Linked DNA regions of Mus musculus: region 2 is linked to region 1. A link is a contact called in public HiCAR-type data. All regions are on one chromosome and are shown on one strand. Each heading gives the region's core, a stretch centred on a gene start, on an enhancer-like site or on the middle of the called end of the contact. The rest is flanking DNA. Distances are from core to core; before and after follow the strand shown. Region 1 has its middle 31 kb from the start of Zc3h15. Region 2 holds the start of Clp1 (CLP1, cleavage and polyadenylation factor I subunit).

Evidence for each region. HiCAR-type assays count read pairs that join an accessible place to other places.
Region 2: a contact with region 1 is called in a HiCAR-type map of astrocytes, with 4 times the contacts expected there. The contact joins the promoter of Clp1 here to the enhancer-like site in region 1. A contact is called at or near these places in 7 of 39 promoter capture datasets (the C10 cell line, cranial neural crest, embryonic stem cells and 4 more), 2 of 115 datasets of contacts at active chromatin or transcription factors (astrocytes and microglia) and 1 of 9 other capture datasets (adipose tissue).

Annotation. Positions count from the first base shown.
Region 1 is chr2:83,673,281-83,678,069 of GRCm38.p6, forward strand. No RefSeq gene overlaps it. Among named protein-coding and RNA genes, the nearest start is that of Zc3h15, 31 kb to the left of the region's middle. Within about 2 kb of position 2,556, at least 59 of the 459 cell types and tissues checked have an H3K27ac peak or open chromatin away from gene starts, as enhancers often do. A contact at or near this core is called in adipose tissue and astrocytes, where this site is marked.
Region 2 is chr2:84,724,402-84,729,190 of GRCm38.p6, forward strand. It overlaps Clp1 (CLP1, cleavage and polyadenylation factor I subunit), which reads right to left and starts at 2,886. Exons shown (of 3, transcript NM_133840.3): 1 at 2,762-2,886; 2 at 1,128-1,755. The coding sequence starts at 1,733.

The DNA of each region.
Region 1 (4,789 bases), core at 1,306-3,805:
AGCAGTGTCATGGTGCAGACTGATGTAACGTGTAAAGCTGCTGTTGGTAGAATCCAGCTTGCTGTTTCAACAGTACACTTTTATATTAAGAATCCACTTGTGTTTGTTTTTGAGACAAGATCTCATAGTGCAGACTGGCCTCAAAACGGTGTGGATGTGTGCAGAGGATGGCATTGGAAATCTGATCCTGCTTCCACTTCCTGAATGCTGCTGTGCCTGGCTTAGAAGTCCACCCCTCCCTCTTTCCTTCTTTCTTGTTTGTTTTCTGAGACAGGGTTTCTCCGAGTAACCCTGGCTGTCCTGGATCTCACTCTGTAGAAAAACAGACTAGCCTCAAACTCAGAAATCCACCTGCTTCTGCCCCCTGTGTGCTGGGACTAAAGGCAGGTGCCACTGCCTGGCTAGACACCCACTCTTACTGTTGAAATTCAGTGAAGTTATAAACCAGTACCCTGGTTATATATTACCAGCTATTTACTATGCATAATTATATAGAGGAGAGAGGCATTGGTTAATTTTTGTTTAGGGATTCTGTTTTTTGTTTTGTTTTTTTTCAAATGAGTTTTTATTATGTTGGCCAGGTCATTAATTTGTCCTAAACTTCAACAAACCCCTCACCTCCACATCCTTGGTATTCTAGGCAAACTCCCATGCCCTGGCTTTTTCATAGGCTGTATTTTTGTACAGTTGGCAGCACAGTAAGTTTGTTTACACCATATCACCACCAATACTTGTAGTATCTTGTTTGAACATTAGACAGCTATGACATCACTCCTGTAGGACTTTCCAGGTCAGTTATAATCTGTGGAACGGCCTTCATATGTGAGGAAACACTTGAAGTGATGACAACCTATTCAAGCTCTGAGCTTTTAAAACTAGGCCTTAGAAATTCAGAAAGCATACAGTGTGGAAAATTTGGCCATGTTCTCTAAACCTATCACGGATGGAATCTTTTGGCTGTAAAACCGTTCTGGAGAAGAGGCTGTTCATCGCCTGCATGGGTCACCATGTTCTAGACACTGCCAGTAAGCCAGAGTCATTTTTACTTTAATGAATATTGCAGTTCAGTTTCAAAAGCATGAAACTATTACTAACAATCGTGACGACTCTCCACAGCTTACTACTGAGCATGCGCAGTATTAAAAGCTAGGCTTTCTCGGGGCTTTGCAAGTGGCGGGTAAGTTGCTTACTGTGTAAGCAGGTGGAGCTGAGTTTGATCCTCAGCCCCGTCGTGAAATGTTGGGATTGTTATCCCAGTGCTGAGAGGCAGAGACAAGTCCCTGGGGCTCACTAGCCTGCCACTCTGCCCTAATCAGCCTCAGGTCCGAGGGAGAAACCCTGTCTCCATAGGTGGAGGCTGGTGAGATGGCTCAGTGGGTAACAGAAGGGGCTTGTTGCCAATACTGATGATCTATCTGCATTTCGTCCCTGGGGTCCATGTGACAGAAAAGAGCCAACTCCCCGAAGTTGTCCTCTGACCTCCACATTGTGCCATGGGACAATACATAACTAATATTTGAAGTGCACAGTTGTGGTAGCTTGAGTAAGATGCCCCACATAGCCTCGGGCATCTGAACACTTGGTTCCCAGCTGCTGCTATTTGGGACGTTAGGGAGCCATTACTTTAGAGGAAGTAGAGCGTGGGGGAATTGAAAAACGAGCCGTTTCTAGTGCATCCCTTTTGCTTCCTACTTGGGATTAGCTAGGTGAACGTGACCTGTTCCTGTTACCACACCTACCTTGCTTCTCTGACATAGCGATGAGCAAGTCTCCCTGGGACTGAATGCCCCAAAACACTATCGCCTTGCTCATTGTATTTCATCACAGCAGCAGAAAAGTGAGTAACACAGTGGTTCCCAAGGACTTGCCTGCGGTGTCCTTGAGCCCCACACACGTGCATCCATACACTGCAGAGACTTTCCACGATAAACCTGCACACAAATTTATATTTGAAAAGCACATAGCCAGTCTAGAAAAAGTAGTTGCCTTGGTAAGTAGTAAAATCTTCACCTCACAAACTCAAAACTGCCTAAATTCATTTTGCAATTTGGCATTCTTTATCATCATTATTGTTATTATTTATTTTTAATGTGTATTGGTGTCTTGCCTGCCTCACACATGTCTGTCTATGCGAAGGTGTTCAATCTTGGAGTTTCAGTCATAAACTGCCATATTGTCCTCTGGAAGAGCAGCCAGTGCTCTTAACCACTCCCCATCTCTCCAGCCTCAAACTTGGCATTATTAACTATATGCGTACATTTCTCTTCTAAGCAGGCACTTATAGTCAGAGACATAGCCAAGTTGGTCTAACGTGTCTGTTTTTGATACAGTGGGCAACTTTGGTCTGCTTCTGTTCCAGCCTTCCACTTTTGCCAAGAATAAACCTGGTGGAAATACTAAGCAGGACATGGGCTGTGAAGTTGCCCATAGGCTTCCTAGCCAGCCACACTCAGACTTCCCATAGGCCGTTGGTAATGTCATCTGCCCTGACTGTAAAGCTGTTGCAGAACTGCCTGGAACCTTGTTTGATACTTCACATCAGAGGGAGGGGTTTCCTGCCGAGCCTTTCTCTGTGATTCAGGCTTCTCTGCCATCTTTGTGTTCTGTCCTTTGCCAGCCTCACTTGCTCTCGTGATTGCCATAATCACTTCCACATGAGTGGCTCTATCTCTCGAGTATTTCCAATAAGCTGCTCACAGTAACATGTATTTCCTGCCAGTATGTCAAATTCCAGACTAAAGTCTTTTTTTCTCCAAAATCTCCTAGATTTTTTTTTCCATTTCTTTTCTCTCGTTATTGAAATCTTATCCAGAGACTTGGACTGAAAACAACCAGTCATTGTACCACACCAGGAATTCTCCTGCAGCAGTGCTCTTTTCTGTTCACATGGTCACTGTCTCTTAAGCAGATTCTTATCTTTGTTCAGAATTTGACATACATGGTTTATCTTCCAGAGCAGGAACATCTAGAGTATGAGAGACATGGTGAAAACAAGGGAGGGTTCTCTTAATAGAAACTGGTGTACTTTCCAACCTCAGATTACAGTCACCAAACTTAACTGTTAACTTATTTCCTTCCCAGAACTGATACATCCAAAGCCCTGCCAGATTTAGCTTCCTGGGGCCTAGCCCTGTTAGTCCTGAGTTCTGCTTCATAACTCTTCAAAAGCTCTAGATTGCCAGCCAAGGAGAATGGAATGCAGGCATGGTCTTCAAGGTCTTGGCTGTCCTGGCTTTGTTGCTATGTCTTGATTCTGATTGCTCAGTGTGATGTGTTTTATATCCTGGGTTTCCTTCTTAGGAAAAGGGGGATTCAAATGCTTGTTCTTCAGCTGTGAGGCTGCCTCCCGGTGGAGCTGCAAGTGCTTACTCAGACAGTCGCACTGGGAACAGGCAGCTATGACTGTGTCTTGTGGGTTTTTATGTCTCATCTGCGTGTTCCCGTTTGAGAAATAGTAACATCCTTAAATAGTCTAATGATGGAGTCCTTTCATGTCTTTGATTCACCAAAACACAGGGCCCCAAATTCACAGGTGTGCCTTTTGCTTCTATGTTCATGTCTTTGAGGGGGGATTTTGTTGTTTTGTTGGAGAGAAGTGTTAGATCACAGTGATTATAAACTTGAACCTAGAGTCATTTAGGAGAGGTGCCGCAGCATATGCCAGTGAGGAATTTTCTTGATAAGATTTATTGAAGAACCAATAACAGGAAGGGCTGCGAGGTACTGGCCTGCTGGTGCTTCCCCCATCCCCTTCTCCACTGTAGTTGAAAGAGGTCTACTTAGTGAGCCAGAGGAAACCCTCCCTAAAATTGCTTTTGTCTAGTATTTTATCTCCGCAGCTAGAAAAGAAACAGTTGTGCTTTGACTTTATGTTTTTGTCTTCTGTCAATTTTGTTCTAAGGCAGAATCTCGGTACGTAGCTCGCCTGGGATCAGATGCCCTGCCTCTGTCTCCCATGTGCTGAGCCACCAAATCTGGCCTTATGGGCACATTTTTCAATCCCTCAAAAAGTGTCTCCTTATGACCAAGAACTCATTTTAGTGCCATCTCCCTAGGACTTGCATTTTTGTAATGAATACTGAACATGGATAAAGGAACATTCTATTAGGCCCCGCTCTAGATGAAGAACTCCAGGTAGTCAGTGGCTGAGAGAGGGAGAGCCTGTAGTTTGGGGCCCATCGAGGCAACACTATCTGGACTCAGCAGGTGTGTATGAAAGTAATATAGAAGCAGTCATCGTCACGAGTTCATAGTCACAAATTCAAGAGGCTGTGTGGAGGAATTGTGTTGGGGAGGAGCACCATGGAAATGATGCTAACAGTGTAGGAAGTCCTCAAAAATAAAAGGCATTCAGCTGTTAAAGAATGTATTTCTACATGCTTTGTATCATGTCATTGTAATGGCTATTGCTTAATACTGTGTTTGAAAATCTGGAAGTATACTAGGCATGATGGCATGAGCCTTTAATCCCAGCAAGCAGAAGCAGGTGAATCTGTTGAGTTCAGGGCTAGCCTGGTCTACAAAGCAAGTTGCAGGACAACCAGGGCTATCCAGAGATTCTTTGGGATCCTACACTGAGTTCTTTGAGATCCCATATGAATTTCAAGCTAGCTTTTTTTTCATTTGTACAAAGATGCCAATGTGATTTGTGATAAGTATTGCGTTGAGTCTGGATAACTCCTGGTACTGTGTGCATTTTAATAGTATGAAATGTTCATATGGGCACAAATGCATTTGCAGTTATTTCCATCTGCAGTGGTGCACGCTTTGGACATCTATGACTAAGTTT
Region 2 (4,789 bases), core at 1,636-4,135, 1.1 Mb after region 1:
CTTAACCACTGAGCCATCTCTCCAGCTCCTAAATCCATCTAAGTTCCTCTTTGAGTAATAGGTATCATCCAAAAGCTTTACAGGCTGGAAACCCAACCACAATCCTTGAAATGTGCTTGGCAATTGAGCTACATGCAACCTTAGCACCAAAGTATTTTTAACCTTAGTGCCCCAGTAGTTTTACTTTTCTGAGACAGGGTTTTAGTACAAAGCTCTAGCCTAGCTTCAAACTCCTGAAAGTCCTATCTTAGCTTTCCAAGTCCTAGGATTATAGGGATCAGCTACAATACCCACTGATATATTAACATCAAAATTGATGTTTTTAATGACTGTGGTTTTAACCCCATAACATGGATTTAACTTTATGTTACTTAAGCTTCTTTTTTACAGTGTTTTATTTTTTATTATGTATCTGTATGTCTGCCTGTGCACATGAGTGCAGGTGCACAGAGGCCTAAGGCATCAGATCCTCCTAGCACTGGAGTGACAGGCAACTGGGAATAGCATGACATGGGTGCTAGGAAGTCAACTCTGACCCTTGACAGGAGTAGTACTGTTTTTGATTTTGGTTTTGTTTTGTTTGCAATAGGGTCTTACTATGTCCTGGAATTCACTATGGAGACTGGACTGCCTCTGAATCTGCTAAAATTAAAGGTATATGCCAGACCCCCCCCCTTTTTTTTTTTTTTTTTGGTTTTTCAAGGCAGGATTTCTCCATGTAGCCATGGCTGTCCTAGAACTCTCTCTATAGACCAGGCTGGCCTCGATCTCAGAAATCCACCTGCCTCTGCCTCCCAAGTGCTGGAATTAAAGGTGTGAGCCACCACTGCCCAGCATATGCCAGACTCTTAACTGCTGAGCCATGTCTCCAAGCCCCCTGCTTCCTGTTTTACCTCTTAATAATGAGTTACTACGAATAATGCCACAAGATGCTATGCAGTCTACAGCTGACTTATGTTAAAATGATCTTATGAAATCAGGTGGCAGTAATACCACACCAAAAAATAAAAATAAGAAAGGCAATTATATTCAAAAGGAAAATTTTGCAGTTCTAAGTAACAAAGTTCCCTACTTCCTACCCTGATTGTAACTTTTCCCTCCACCCCCTCTTAAATTCCAGTTCTGACCTTATTGTAAAGCTTGATGTTGGTGCCAGGCGTGGTGGAGCCAAAATGATACACAAGAGGGGCCTGGATGGAGAAACCTTCTTCCACATCTGCTGGACGCTCAATGTACAGGGCCCCCATGGTACCAGGGATGGACACAGAGCCCTGGCCTACATCTAACTCCACGTAAGTAGGACGGCGGCCCAAACGCACTGCGTAGTTGAGTAGCAGTCGACACACAGTGGACTTGCCCACATCAGTAGGACCTACTACCATCACTCGGGGACCTCTCTCTTCTTCCTTTTCTGCCTGCCTCCGCATCTGCTCCAAGGCTGTATGAGTGTTGAGGTAAAGCAACATAGGGGTGTCCTTAGAGACATAAGCCACCTCAGTCCGGCCACTCAACTGCAGAGAACAGCCATGCCAAGTGAAAACAGCCACCTTGGCACCAGCATCAAAAGTGAATTTCTTGTTTCTGGTCAGCTCTGTGCCAAAGATCTCCGCCATGCCAGCCAACAACTCCAACTGAACCGATTGAGAGGCCTCCACCTCAAATCGAAGCTCTGTTTCTCGCTCTAGTTCAAACTTAGTCGTTGGCTTCTTGTCATCATTGGATTCCTCGCTCATCTTTCCAGTAAAGCTGACGTGCCTAGGACCCAAATTAAACATTTGATTAAATCACCACATCAGGCCACTATTCAAAAAAATCTTCCACTGGTTTAGTCCCTTTATCTTTTTCTGCAGTTCTTATTGCTGCCAGACTCACTGTTTACAGCCAGTCTCTCCACAACCAGAAGCTAAAGGTGTTTTGTTTTGTTTTGTTTGTTTCTCTGTGTAGCCCTAGCTGTCCCGGAATGCTCTGTAGACCAGGCTGCCCTGGAACTCAGAAATCCACCTGCCTCTGCCTCCCAAGTGCTGGGATTAAACACGTGCGCCTCCACTATCCAGCAGTAAAGGTATTTTTGTTTGCTCCTGGGCCTCTGGTAGGTGGAATAGTAACACACCTCAACAAAAAGTAAGAGTGAATGACTAGGACATAAAAAGAAAACTACCTACCGATGTAACTAACAGGAGATTTGAATTGCATAGTCTTTCCTCCATCACTCTATTGGAAAACAAAGTAACACATGCCCATTGTCCAGCTCCCTTAGCCAACACGAAACAAGCTCTGAATCGTATGCAAAGAACAGGACACTGGGTGCAGACTCAGAAAACAGTTGCATGTCCAACTCTGGGACTACTAGTAGTTACTTACTATAATCCAACGACTTAATACCTGAACCAACTCCCCAGCTGCTATATGGTGGGCTTTTACACGTCCTCTTGTAACGGTGCTGGGCCGGGAATAACAAGGACCACAGTTGGAAAAACAAAACATTGTAAATTAGAAACTACTGCCGGGCAGTGGTGGCACACGCCTTTTAGTCCTTGCACTTGAAAGGCGGAGGCAGAGGCAGGTGGATTTCTGAGTTCCAGGACAGCCAGGGTTACACATAGAAACCCTGTCTCGAAATAACAACAACAAACAAACAACAAACTACCAAAGAAATTTAAATTACTATTTCTAATTCTGAACCACAATTCTGGGTCTAGTTAGCTCCGACACCAAAATCTGCCGGGGCTTCTCAAAGGTAATTGGGATCCTTAAGCCTTACCTATACGGGCACGGACTCAAAACCAGCTTCACAGAAACCTGGGACCTCTGGAAACCTCCGACCTCAGCAAACCTCGGACCTCAGCAAACCACGAATAACGTTCACCTAAATACTAGCCGGAAAGCAAAGGCGGTTCCGCAATTGCGCAGTAGTAGAAGACGCGATCGCGTGATGCATCTTGGGACCTGTAGTTTGGAGTGAGTGAGCGCGCGTCGCCGCTTGGCCCTCTGGGAAATATAGTTCAAGGATTGTTCGGTGACCCGCGGAGGTGGGCGGGGCAGCGCCGTCACTTTGTGTGGGAAGACGACCGGAGGCGGAGAGGAGAAGTTGCTGGTTCGCCCTCGGGAGGGAGGTGGTTATAGGGTCTCTCCCTATCTGCTGTCCAGGAAAGCTAAGGGCGACCAGAAAGGGAGAGGCATTGCATCACTGTCTAGATCAGAGCTCTGCTCGACTAGACCACAAGCCAAAAAGTGGGGAAGTTAGCCTAAGCCGGAGACCCAGGCAGCTGGAAAGTGGCAGAAACACGCGCACGCGCACGCGAACACACACACATCAGGTCAAGCAGTACCCATTTGAGTCTATGCGGAACTGGCACATAGAAGAAACAAAGTGTAATTCTCCCTCTCTCCCTGCCCCCACCCCCACCTCCTCTGTATGCTCAAGGTGCCAACCTGGCACTCCATGAGATTCTCCTGCCTCTGATCTGACTTCTGGGATTTACAGACTTAAGCCAATAACCAGGCTGATTTTTTTACTTTAGTAAATATAGAATAAAAGTCCTATGATTTCTTTCGTTTATCTTATGAATCAGTCATTATCCAACAACTTCTGCCAGATTCTAAACTGTTTCTCTATGCACATCTGACAGTTATTCAAAATCGTTGACACCACTGCTAACTGGTTCCACGCCTATAATCCACTTCATGAGTATGGCCTTTGGAAACTTATATTATTTTACTGCCTGACAGGCTCCCTTTCCCTGAGACATCTCTTGTCTATAAAATGGGAATAATAACAGTATTCAACCTCCTAAAGTTGTTTTGAAGATTAGATGAGACATATGTGCTAAGCACAATGCCTATAATATAGAAAGTATCTGATGTTAGCCTTAAGTTTTTATTATAGACTGGGGAGACTATAATATCTGTTTATACATTTTTCAAAGTAGTTCCAGGTGTCTGTGTCACTGTACCCAACAAGCCGGGCAGTGGTGGCGCACGCCTTTAATCCCAGCACTTGGAAGGCAGAGGCAGTCGGATTTCTGAGTTCAAGGCCAGCCTGGTCTACAAAGTGAGTTCTAGGACAACCAGGGCTATACAGAGAAACCCTGTCTCGAAAAAAAAACAAAAAAACAAAAAAAAAAAAATACCCAACAAACCCAGGTAGGTATAACATCTCCAATTTCATCTGAGGAGAAAACTAGGCTAATCAGTGACATTTGCTCAAGAACTCAGTTATTAGTAGAGGTAGACTTTTGTTGTTTTTGTTGCTACTACTGCTGCTGCTGTTTTAAGACAGTGTCTTCACTGTTCTGGCTGTCTTGGAACTCACTACATACACCAGACTGGCCTCAAACAGAGATCCACTTGCCTCTGCCCCCAGAGTACTGGATTTAAAAACATTAAAGGTGGATTTAAAGGCTTAAAGGTAGATCTTTTTTTTTTTCTTTTTTTTTTTCTTTTTTTTTTTTTTTTTGATGGTTCATTTCTTTTTTTTTTTTGGTTTTTCGAGACAGGGTTTCTGTGTAGCCCTGGCTGTCCTGGAACTCACTCTGTAGACCAGGCTGACCTTGAACTCAGAAATCCTCCTGTCTCTGCCTCCCAAGTGCTGGGATTAAAGGCGTATGCCACCACGCCTGGCAAGGGTTCATTTCTTTTGCCAACTTAATTGAATCAGTCCTTGGACACCAAGGGTGGTGCAACTTTGGGTGTATCTGTGAAAGGATTTCAGAAAAATGCAACTGAAGAGGAAGATTTGCCTTGAATGTGGACAGCTCCATTTCATGGCCTGAGGTCCTGGACTGAATCA